Linked DNA regions of Anser cygnoides: region 2 is linked to region 1. A link is a contact called in public Hi-C data. All regions are on one chromosome and are shown on one strand. The core of a region is the stretch at or near the end of the contact, and the rest is flanking DNA. Distances in the headings are between cores, read along the strand shown. Region 1 holds the start of VIM (vimentin). Region 2 holds the start of RSU1 (Ras suppressor protein 1).

The links. A called contact is a pair of places that touch in the nucleus more often than the background predicts.
Region 2: a contact with region 1 is called in a Hi-C map of granulosa cells, with 2.0 times the contacts expected there. The contact joins the promoter of RSU1 here to the promoter of VIM in region 1. A contact is called at or near these places in 5 of 7 Hi-C or Micro-C datasets (fetal liver, granulosa cells and liver).

What each region holds. Positions count from the first base shown.
Region 1 is chr2:22,102,665-22,107,698 of Taihu_goose_T2T_genome, forward strand. VIM (vimentin) reads right to left here and starts at 1,913. Exons shown (of 9, transcript XM_048061750.2): 1 at 1,278-1,913; 2 at 1,124-1,184. The coding sequence starts at 1,822. TRDMT1 (tRNA aspartic acid methyltransferase 1) reads left to right here and starts at 3,193. Exons shown (of 12, transcript XM_048061821.2): 1 at 3,193-3,263.
Region 2 is chr2:22,304,869-22,309,550 of Taihu_goose_T2T_genome, forward strand. It overlaps RSU1 (Ras suppressor protein 1), which reads left to right and starts at 3,177. Exons shown (of 9, transcript XM_066991668.1): 1 at 3,177-3,195; 2 at 3,561-3,672. The coding sequence starts at 3,564.

The sequences.
Region 1 (5,034 bases), core at 663-3,162:
GTAGGTGTCTCAATTTCCACACTATCTCATTAAGACACCTGGTCTCAGACTACAGTTATAGTGTAGTCAAAAGCTTTGCTCAGGGAAATATTGAAAATCAGACGGTGACTTCCTGAATGGTGATATCTACCAATGCCTACGAAGAGCTCTGAGACTGAACAGCTCTGAGACTAAGTCAGTCAGTGCTGGAGATACTGGGCGGTCAGTTCCAGCTAGGAGGAGTACTAGCAACGCAGCGGTTTTAGGGAAGATAACTTGTTTTGAGAAGGCACATTCCTAAATATCTCCTAGTCCAAACAAGGCTTAATCCAAGCCAAAAGCTGTTTTTGCGCAAATCAAAGCCTGAGCTCAGAACTTTTTGAACGCTACACAGCTGGTTCTGGCCGCCACTTAGGTTTTAGTTCATCTGGCCAACACTGTAGCTTCCTTACAGAGACTAAACTCCAGTGCAGATTGTTTCTGACATTAACGCCTTGGTTTACACGGGATGAAACACCACATTCCTAACAGACATCAGAAGAATACAACTTGACTGCTGTGAACTTACCCCAGGAACGAATTGCCTGTTTCCAATCAGCAGACACCACCGATACGAGGGGCTAAATTTGAAACAGTTTTCTGGTAGGGCACCGAGCGATGCGATTCACCAAAAGGGAGCTCTGCCTTGTACAAAACCTCAGCCCCACATGTCAGACACTTCTCCCTCGAAATGTGCCCGCAACATTACACACTCGGTAAGAATGCAGCCCCCTGCGCCCCCCCTCCGACACAAAGGGGTCTATTATCCCAATCCGCTGCCGCCACACTCGCCGTAATGCCTCTATCTGCATTCCTCGGTGAATCCCATAGAAACCATTAATACCCTTCAGCCAAGCGAGCAGATGGCTGCTCCCTTTCGCTTTTATTGGCTCGGAAAGCGATTCCACATCGGAGCGCTTTTGTAACACCGGCCAGACTCGGATCAAGCCAGACAATGGCCTCCCCCCTCCCTTTTGGGGTCCCCTAAAGCCAACGGGGCGGCTCCGCGTGAGAACCGCGGCGGCTCCTTTGTGTGGGGCCGCGGCCCCCCGGCCCCCCCCCGGCCTCTCCCCGCCTCCCACAGCCCGGGGCTCCCCGCACCGACCTGCCTGAAGGACTGCAGGGTGTTCTCCGCCTCCTCCCGCTGCAGCATCTCCTCCTGCAACCTGCAAGCGGCGAGACACGGTGAGGGGCCGCCCGGCGGGCCCTGCCCTGCCCTCCCCACCCCTCCCCGTGCCCCCCCCTCAGGCCCCACTCACTTCTCCCTCAGCCTCATGATGTCGTCGGCCAGGTTGTCCCGCTCCACCTCCACCCGCGCCTTGTCGTTGGTGAGCTGGTCCACCTGCCGGCGCAGCTCCCGCATCTCCTCCTCGTACAGGTCGCCCAGGCGGGACGTGCCCTTGCCCTTGAGCTGCTCCAGCTCGGCCAGCAGGATCTTGTTCTGCTGCTCCAAGAAGCGCACCTTGTCGATGTAGTTGGCGAAGCGGTCGTTGAGCTCCTGCAGCTCCACCTTCTCGTTGGTGCGGTTCGCCTTGAACTCCGTGTTGATGGCGTCGGCCAGCGTGAAGTCCACGGCGTCGTGGAGCCGCATGGGCGGCATGCTGCTCCGCAGCCGCACCGAGGTGGCCTTGGTGGCGTACATGCCGCCGGGCGAGGCGGACACGAAGCGGGCGCTGCTGGGTCGCAGCGAGCTGCCCAGCGAGTACCGGCTGCTGCTGCTCGTCACGTAGCGGCTCGACGTGCCGGGCCGGCTGCCCCCGCCGAACATGCGGCGGTACGAGGAGTTCTTGCTGCTGATGCTCATGGCGGTAGCGGCGGAGCAGAAGAAGAAGCGGGCTTTGTAATCCGGCGGGGAGCTGAGGCGAGGCGAGGCTCTGAGGAGAAGGGCGGTGGCCCCCGCCCGGGCCCCATCTTTTGAGGCGGCGCCGGGCCCGCCCCGAGCCGCCCGCCGCCAATGGCCGCGCCCGGCCCGCGGGGAGGGGACGGCACGGCCCGGGGGGGGGACGGGGCGGGGGGCTCCTGGCGGCGCAAAGCGGGGCGGGGGGCGGCACCCGCGGGCTGCCGAGGGGGGGCTGTGGCTGCCCCGACCCCCCACGCCCCCTCTGGAGCCGGCGCAGTGATTTGGAGGGCGGGTATGGAAAGCCCGGAGCCCGCGCTGGGGCTGTACACGTAGCGCTGAGTCTTTCTGAGAAACCGTTTTTTTTGGTGTGGTTTTTGTTTTTTTTTTTTTTTTGGTTTTCCCTCTTTCTTAACTTTCTGAAAGACAGGAAGGTTAGGGGAGAGTGATGCTAACTCTGCACAGAGGGCTGCCAAACGTCCAGCACAAGCAGAAAAATGAAACGTTTCTGTCTTCCTTTGTCACGAGCAGCCCCCTCAGCTACCTCAGCGCACACACGGCACTTCACGGTGTCCACAGCACTTCACGGTGTCCTCCTCACTTCACAGCACTTCACGGTGTCCTCCTCACTTCACAGCACTTCATGGTGTCCTCCATCCACTCGGGTCTGGCCCTCGGGTAACCGCGGCCCCGGGCCGGGGCTGGTTTTTAGTGTGGATGCCAGGATGATACTGAGAAGCTGCAAGCGGGATCTCGCTGTGCTTTTGGACACAATCCCTGTAACAACTAGGATAGCAGCAGGCTTGGTTTTAGCCAAGGCTTTTTAATAGGCTTTTGCTTTTAATTTCAGTAGGCAAACCACCAGAGTCCTCGGAAGGCCCCTCTCCGAATGATAACTATTCACTAGACTTGATCCCCAAATAGCCTCAAAGGCCAGGCAAAAATCCCAGTGTTTCCAGAGCAGTGGTGCTACCCAACTGGGGCTGCCCAGCGGTAGAGACGAGTGATGTTGGTAGTACAGGGCATAGCATGTGGCAGAGAAAAACTAGACTGAGTAGCAGTAAGAACACTCCCCAAGATCATTTTCAGCATGAATGCAGAAGTAATTTAAGGGAGATGATGGAAGCCCATATCATTTAGAGAGTATAAAACTTGACTGGCCAAAGCATGAGGCATGTTCTCTAGGGAGCAATCCTGCAGTGACATATCTCATAAGTGACACATTTTTCCTCTTTGTGATAGGAAGTGACTGATATAGCATAGAGATATTAACTGTAATGTATTCCTTCAGCACTTATGGGATGCAAAACTACCACTGATTTTTAATTCTTTTCAACTTGCAGTCCTGCAGAAGCAAGTATCTGCACTGGAAATTCTGATAAACCTGAACACGAGCAGTGGGCAGACGGTAAGGTCATTTTCTTACCCCAATTCACAGTGAACACAGCTATTCTGCTTCAGGTATTGTACCTTACGAGGAAGAATTGAAGCCTATATATTTTATTAATTTTTGTTTGTTTGTTTGCTTTTGGTGTGTTTTAGTTTGATGGCAACAAGAAGTAAAGGAATACAGTTTGTGTCTAAATGTCGGTAATTTTCTTTGTCGTGCACAGAAGCTTAGTAGCAACAATGAAGCTGACAAGGTTGAGCTACTGAAGTGCTTGCAGCATGAGTCCTAGCCTACAGCCTGCTTCATTCACGCCCTGAATAGGAGGTAGGGGCCATTCAGCCTTCCTGAGGCTGGCTGGCTCTTCGGTCCTCTGACAGTGCTTTGTTCAAGCCATCAAGTTTGAGCTATAAGGCTCTGTGAGTCCTGGCACAAAAGTACACGCTTCTTGTATGAGCAGGCAAAAAGTAAAGCGGCACATAGCATACAGCCTCACAGAGTAAAGACGCTTTACTCAGCAGCGCCGATAGTTGTAACAGATTGTTGGTTTTTGAAAGGTGCGCCATGCTCAATCTGTTTCTCTTAATAGACCACAACTTGTTTCTACTCCACAAAACCTTTTATGGCACACACATGCAACTGTCATCCTTCTTTCAGAAAATGCTTTGCCCCTAAAATTCAGGGAAGTGTTTGTTCTGGTAAATAAATATGACCTCCTTCCCCCTTGTTTCGAACGTAATTTCCATATGTTTATGCCAATGCTACCATATGTACTCTTGGCTACCTGCCTCATTGCTGTTTCTCACTGTGAAATTTTCCTAAAAATGTTAGGATATTGTCAGTTGTCAGACTTACAATAAACTCTAAAGTGCCTTTTGCTGGTTGGCATTTAACACAGGTGCAGAAATGGAGGAAGCTCCAAGTTTCTTGTAAGGCTGTGATAAACATAACCTATATTTGCATCCCAAACCCAAAGGGGAACAAAAACTGGGCTCTTGAAATGCAGAAAGATCTCCACAGTACTTGGCAGCAAAGGTATCTCAGCATAGCTGTAAAAATCATGGAGAGTGTACTTGTTTGAACTGAAATAAAACCACAGTAATAGGCCTAATTTTAAAGAAAGTGCCATGGGACTCTTGGAGACCCTGGCCAGTCAGGATCTTGACCACTTCTTACATGAAGGATACACAGCTAATAACATCACTAAACGCCACGTAGGGGATTATTCATAGACTGGTCTGTTAATGAAGGATCACCTGCATTGTTCATTGCCTTCCTTTGCAATTCAGTGCTCAGCCAGGCCAGCTGCTGTTCAGCCTGCTGCCACTTATCTCTGCAGAGGTAGATCAGAAGAAAGCCAATGGCACTCTGAAAAGGAAATTTGTATTTTTCTTGTGAGCCTTTCGGCTGCTACATTTGTTTTTGGCCTTCTTAATTTTTATTTTTTTATTTTTTTGGCCAGAGAATTGATGTCTTGGTTCACAGCCAAGAATAAATACAGAATCAGTGCCTATAAGTGTAGCAAAAAAAAACTGGATTGTTGCTTAACTTTCATTAACAGGGAAAAAGGGTATGCATAGGGAGAGAGTGCAGATGCCTAAACTATTTTACACTGAAAATCTGTTACACTAAGAATGAAAAATCCTTTGTAACAGTCAGAACTTCTCTGACAAGTAGGTGTTGGTCTGAAAACATCACTGAAAATAATGAAATTCACATTATTTTCATTTGTTATTTGATTTAAACAGCAAGAAACTAGAGAAATTTCGTCCAAATATTGAATGTGCTTTCC
Region 2 (4,682 bases), core at 1,927-4,426, 200 kb after region 1:
TATAGAATCATTGAACTGCAGAAAAAAAGAATGAAGAACATGATGAATGAGAGGAAGAGAAAATTGTAAGATTAATTTATTTTTTCTTAATCTAATAATAATTAGTGCTTGGTGCATCTTTAGATGTTACAACTACTCTATATCTCTGCATAATTTTATTTACACGTGAGGAAAATTCATGAGCTTCTTTATAGAAAATGAAAGTCCAGCAGAGAATTCATGTCCACAAAGACTGTTGAATAAAGCTTCTGGTACAAAGTTCAATTGATCTGGCCCAACTGACTCTCGCCAAAAATAGTCAAAGTCTAAAATTAGAGTAAATTATCAAACCCATTCTTTCAAAAAAAACAGGAACAAAGTAACCCGCTACTGTCCTCTAACATCTTATATGAGGAACCACGAGAGAAATACCACTGCAGAACTATTAAAGTGAAGGTCCTTAAAGGAGAGAGCTCTTGCTAAGCCATGTTTCTGTCTTGGAAGGTAAGTCATTTAAAATGCTTTAAAATGAACGCACGGCAAAAGCAAACAACTGAACATTTATTTTTTAATATTCTGAAAAAAATCTGTTAGTTTTAGTGTAGAGTTCAGAAGAAAAAAATCTGTGTTTAATAAGATTTATGGCTTTGTTTCACAATACTGCCAGGAATATCTTTGCTTTTATGTCTTTGCATGTTGCTGCCTATTTTATAGATCAAGCCATAGCTGTGAATACCGCATGTCTGCCTTATAATACCTGCATGGCTACAAACCTCCCTGCTGTAAATGACACCGCACAGATAATGAACGTGCGTTTTCACTTTCTAGAGCCTGCATTTTTTTATCTGACGTGTAAATCTTCTGGATGTTACCATATCTATTTATTGTTCCATAAAGACATTATTTAGGAGGCAGTAATATATGAATGGCGAAAAGACTAAGATTTGAAGAATAAGCACTAAAATGTCCATAACAGTATTTTTGAATTGCCCTTCCCTTGTGGTGGGGCTATTCTTGATAAACAAAAATTGAGAAGTAATAACAGAATGAGATCGTTAGGGCTACAGGTACTTGAATTAAAGGAGAGAGAAGATATACAGCTACAGTGCTAGAAAACATGGTGCTGGTCAATTTAAAACATTCGCCAGTTGTAGTTACATTTACAAAGCATTTTGGCTGAAAGACAGTTTTCAGTTGGCTCATAAAGCAAAGGAGGAGGTGTCCCAGTTTCCCACAGTAACTCAAGATAAGCATCCTAGGCACCAGAATTGAGATTTTTCTTGTAATTATTTTTCTGTCAGCTGCCAAACTAAAACCACAGAATTATTTGGCAGTCCTGATTAAAAGGAAACGTAGTAAGAATTAATAGCATTGACTACTGTACAAAATAACAATAGCAACAATACAGGATTGCTAACAAATAAATGCTTAAAATTAAAATATCCGATAATAAAAATAGAGTCCAAATTCTAGAAGTTTGCTTTTATAAGGCAAAGATCAGCAAATAAATAGTGTGCCAGTCATCACACCGAATTATTCTAATTTTCGTGGATAAATTTCTAGCAGCAATGCCTAGCAATATACAAATGTTTTTGCCGGCACATGTTGCTGTTGTGTTGTTTTGAATACACACAACCCCTGCATTAAAACTGATTAAAATTGATTTTTTTTTTTTTGAAAATAGAAGGGTATCTATCTATTTCTTTCTTTATTTATTTTTCTGGATAGTACAGTGAGACACAAGTAAGTTCACTCTGGAGAAGCCTGCACTGTGAGCTCAACAGCCATGCATTTGGGAAGGTCTCCAGCTGGCCAGCCTGTAGCTAGGGGTACAGAGGGAGCTGGGGATACTTGGGGTCAGGGGGGTTAAGGAAGAATTGGATATGCTGAGGTGCCAGGGGACAAGAGAGGAGATAGAGGGTTACTGCAGGGGCACAGGCCCTCTTCAGGAAATTAGCCTTCATCAGTACTACTGCTAATGGGAGAACCTGAAACTTAAGCTTTCAAGATCAGGGAATGACCAGACACTTGGTCAGTATGTCTCACATGCTTACTTTCCCACTCTTTCTCATCCAATTGGTATTTAGTGCTTCATGAGAAGCTGAAAATCTTTAAAGTGAAGGCTGGAAAGCATCCCCTCTGTGTCAAATCCAGTGTGGACCTCAGTAGGGTATGGATTAGTGTTTGCTCATATGGGAGGTTTGCTGAAGCAGTAACCAAAGCAGACCCCATAGAAGATGCGAGTAAAACATGAACTGTTTCCAAAGAAGATGGAAATGAAATTACCAGGACAAAGAAAGCAGTCCTGACAAAAGCCAGTAAGGGAAATAAGTTTATTGAAGAGGGAGTAATTAAATACTTCTACAATAGGGATCAAACGTGGACATTCAGGTCACGTGCAATGTAACATGCAGTTGTTTTATCACTGCATAAATGGGGTAGTGCGAAGCCAGGTGAGCTGGTCAGCCATAAAGACACAGCCTGCGAGGACCTTGTCACAGGCACATGGGCTTGAGCTGTTTGTTGGGGTAAGCAAACTAGGACGTTATTTTACAGACGACGAATCTGGATAAGCCTTTGCTACTAAATGAAGCCTGACTGTCCTTTGTGAAGGAAGAGCAGTAAATATGCTGGCACCTTACTCTGTGAGGCAACTGACTGGCGGCAATCAGGGCGCACTTGGTTACACGTGGAAGCGGTGCAGGCTCTCGTCCTGCAGATGAAGAGGAACTGAACATTGCTGGCTTGTGCATCACAGTGACTTACATGCTGCTGAGTGATCTAGATAAAGGGAAGTTCTTGCAGTTGTGCTTTGTCTGACAGACCTGAGAGCAGCCTGTAACTTCAGGGAAGGGCTGAAGGCAGTTAAGAGCCACTTAGACGGAAACGTGCTACTGCAAATTAAATCATTTCTAAAAAAGGAAACACTGAGGTTATACCCGCAGCAATGCCAGGCCTGCGTTTGCTGGTTAAGGCACCTTCCCGTTTACCACCCTGGTTTCAGTGGATATTACTTTTAATAACTCTTTCAGTGGATGTTATTTGTAATAACTCAGCTGCCAGGCAGCGCCCCAGGGCCTTGTGCAGGACGCCCCCCGCCAGGGGCTGCCGGCGCCAAGATGGCTCCGCCCTGAGGCGCGCCCCGACGCCTCCTTCCCCTCTGCGAAATGGCGGCGGTCCGTCTGCCCAGGTTAACGTCTGTGAGGCGCTGCCCAGGTGCTCAGGCTGAGCAAGGGCCCCTCACAACCTTTACTCACAACCCTCTTCCTCTTCCTCCTTCTCTTCTTCCTCCTCCTCCTCCTCCCCTTCACCCCCCTCCCCTTCCGGCCGGGCGGGGCTCGGGGCGGGGAGCGGCGGCAGGGCCGGGACCGGGACCGGGACCGGGTCCGAGGGCAGCCGGGGGGAGCTGAGGGGAGCCGGGCAGCGCCGGGCTGCGCAGCGCCGTGAGTGGCCGCGGGGGCTCGGCCCGCACCGGGGGGCTCGGCAGGGGGGTCGGGGGGCGGCCGGGGCTCCGCCGGGCTGTGGGGGGGACACACGGGGGGACACGGCCGGCGCCTGACGGTGTTCGCATCCCCGCCCAGGCCATGTCCAAGTCGCTGAAGAAGATGGTGGAGGAGAGCCGGGAGAAGAACCAGCCCGAGGTGGACATGTGCGACCGCGGCGTCTCCAACATGCTGGACGTGCCCGGGCTCTGTACGTAGCGGCGGCGCTGCCTTATTTGTACCGCGCGGCCGGGCCTCGGCTCCGGCACCAGCCTCGGCAGCGCCGAGCTGGAAACGCTTATTTCATGCAAAAGGCTCTTCTGAGCTTGCTGTGCAGGCAGGGCCAGGCCAGCAGGGTGCTCCGCAAGGTGCTCCCCGGTGCCGAGTTGCGAATTTGGCATCCGAACCTTGTTTGGCAGCGAGTTTGTTGCATAAAGTGGGGGCTTGTGGTACCCCAACTCGCATCCATCACACGGTGGATGCACCTTCCGTGGCTTGTTTTAGCGTGGGGGCCTGGGGCCTTCTCCACCCTGAGATCAAACTTAGGGGAGGGGGAAATGATGGCTGCTTTCTGTCCAGTTAGTCCAGAGCTTCTTGCTTTTTCAGTTACTCTCCGCTCTGGCTGAATTGCAAGGTGTTTTTTTTTTTGGTGTTTTTCTTATTTCTGTCGAGGCGTTTGTCACTGTTTCCTTGGAGAAGGAATAACTTCCTCCAAGTGTGCTTTTAAAGAAGCAGTGAATAGGTATTGTGTCTTATGAATTGTAGGTGGTGGTTTGAGAAGGCGTGGAAGTGGCTTGTTTCCTAGCCCTGCCACCTGTCTCCTAAGGAGTGAACTTCTCTAGTACAGAAGTGAGTGTCCGGGCTTTTCTGGCTTTCTGAGCTGGCAGGGAAGTTAAATGGGTCTGGTCCAGCACCTCTCCTGTTAGGGGTGCTGAATTTCTTTCCAGCACGGAGTTACAGCTTGCTGTTTCAGAAACTGATTTTTCCATGAAATACAAACATGTTATAAGCAAGGGTAGCGATTCATGCCCGGTGACTGTCCTTTCTTAGCATCTTGTCTTTAATGAGATCCACTGGTAGATGTTTAGAGATGAGTATAACGTTAGGTTAGCATCAGAGAGAACATTACGGTGGTGTTTCCTTTCTTTTTAGCAATTTGAGGTTTAAGGACTTACTAGGCTGGAGGGTATTCCTGAGTTATGTTCACTAGCTGCTGATGGG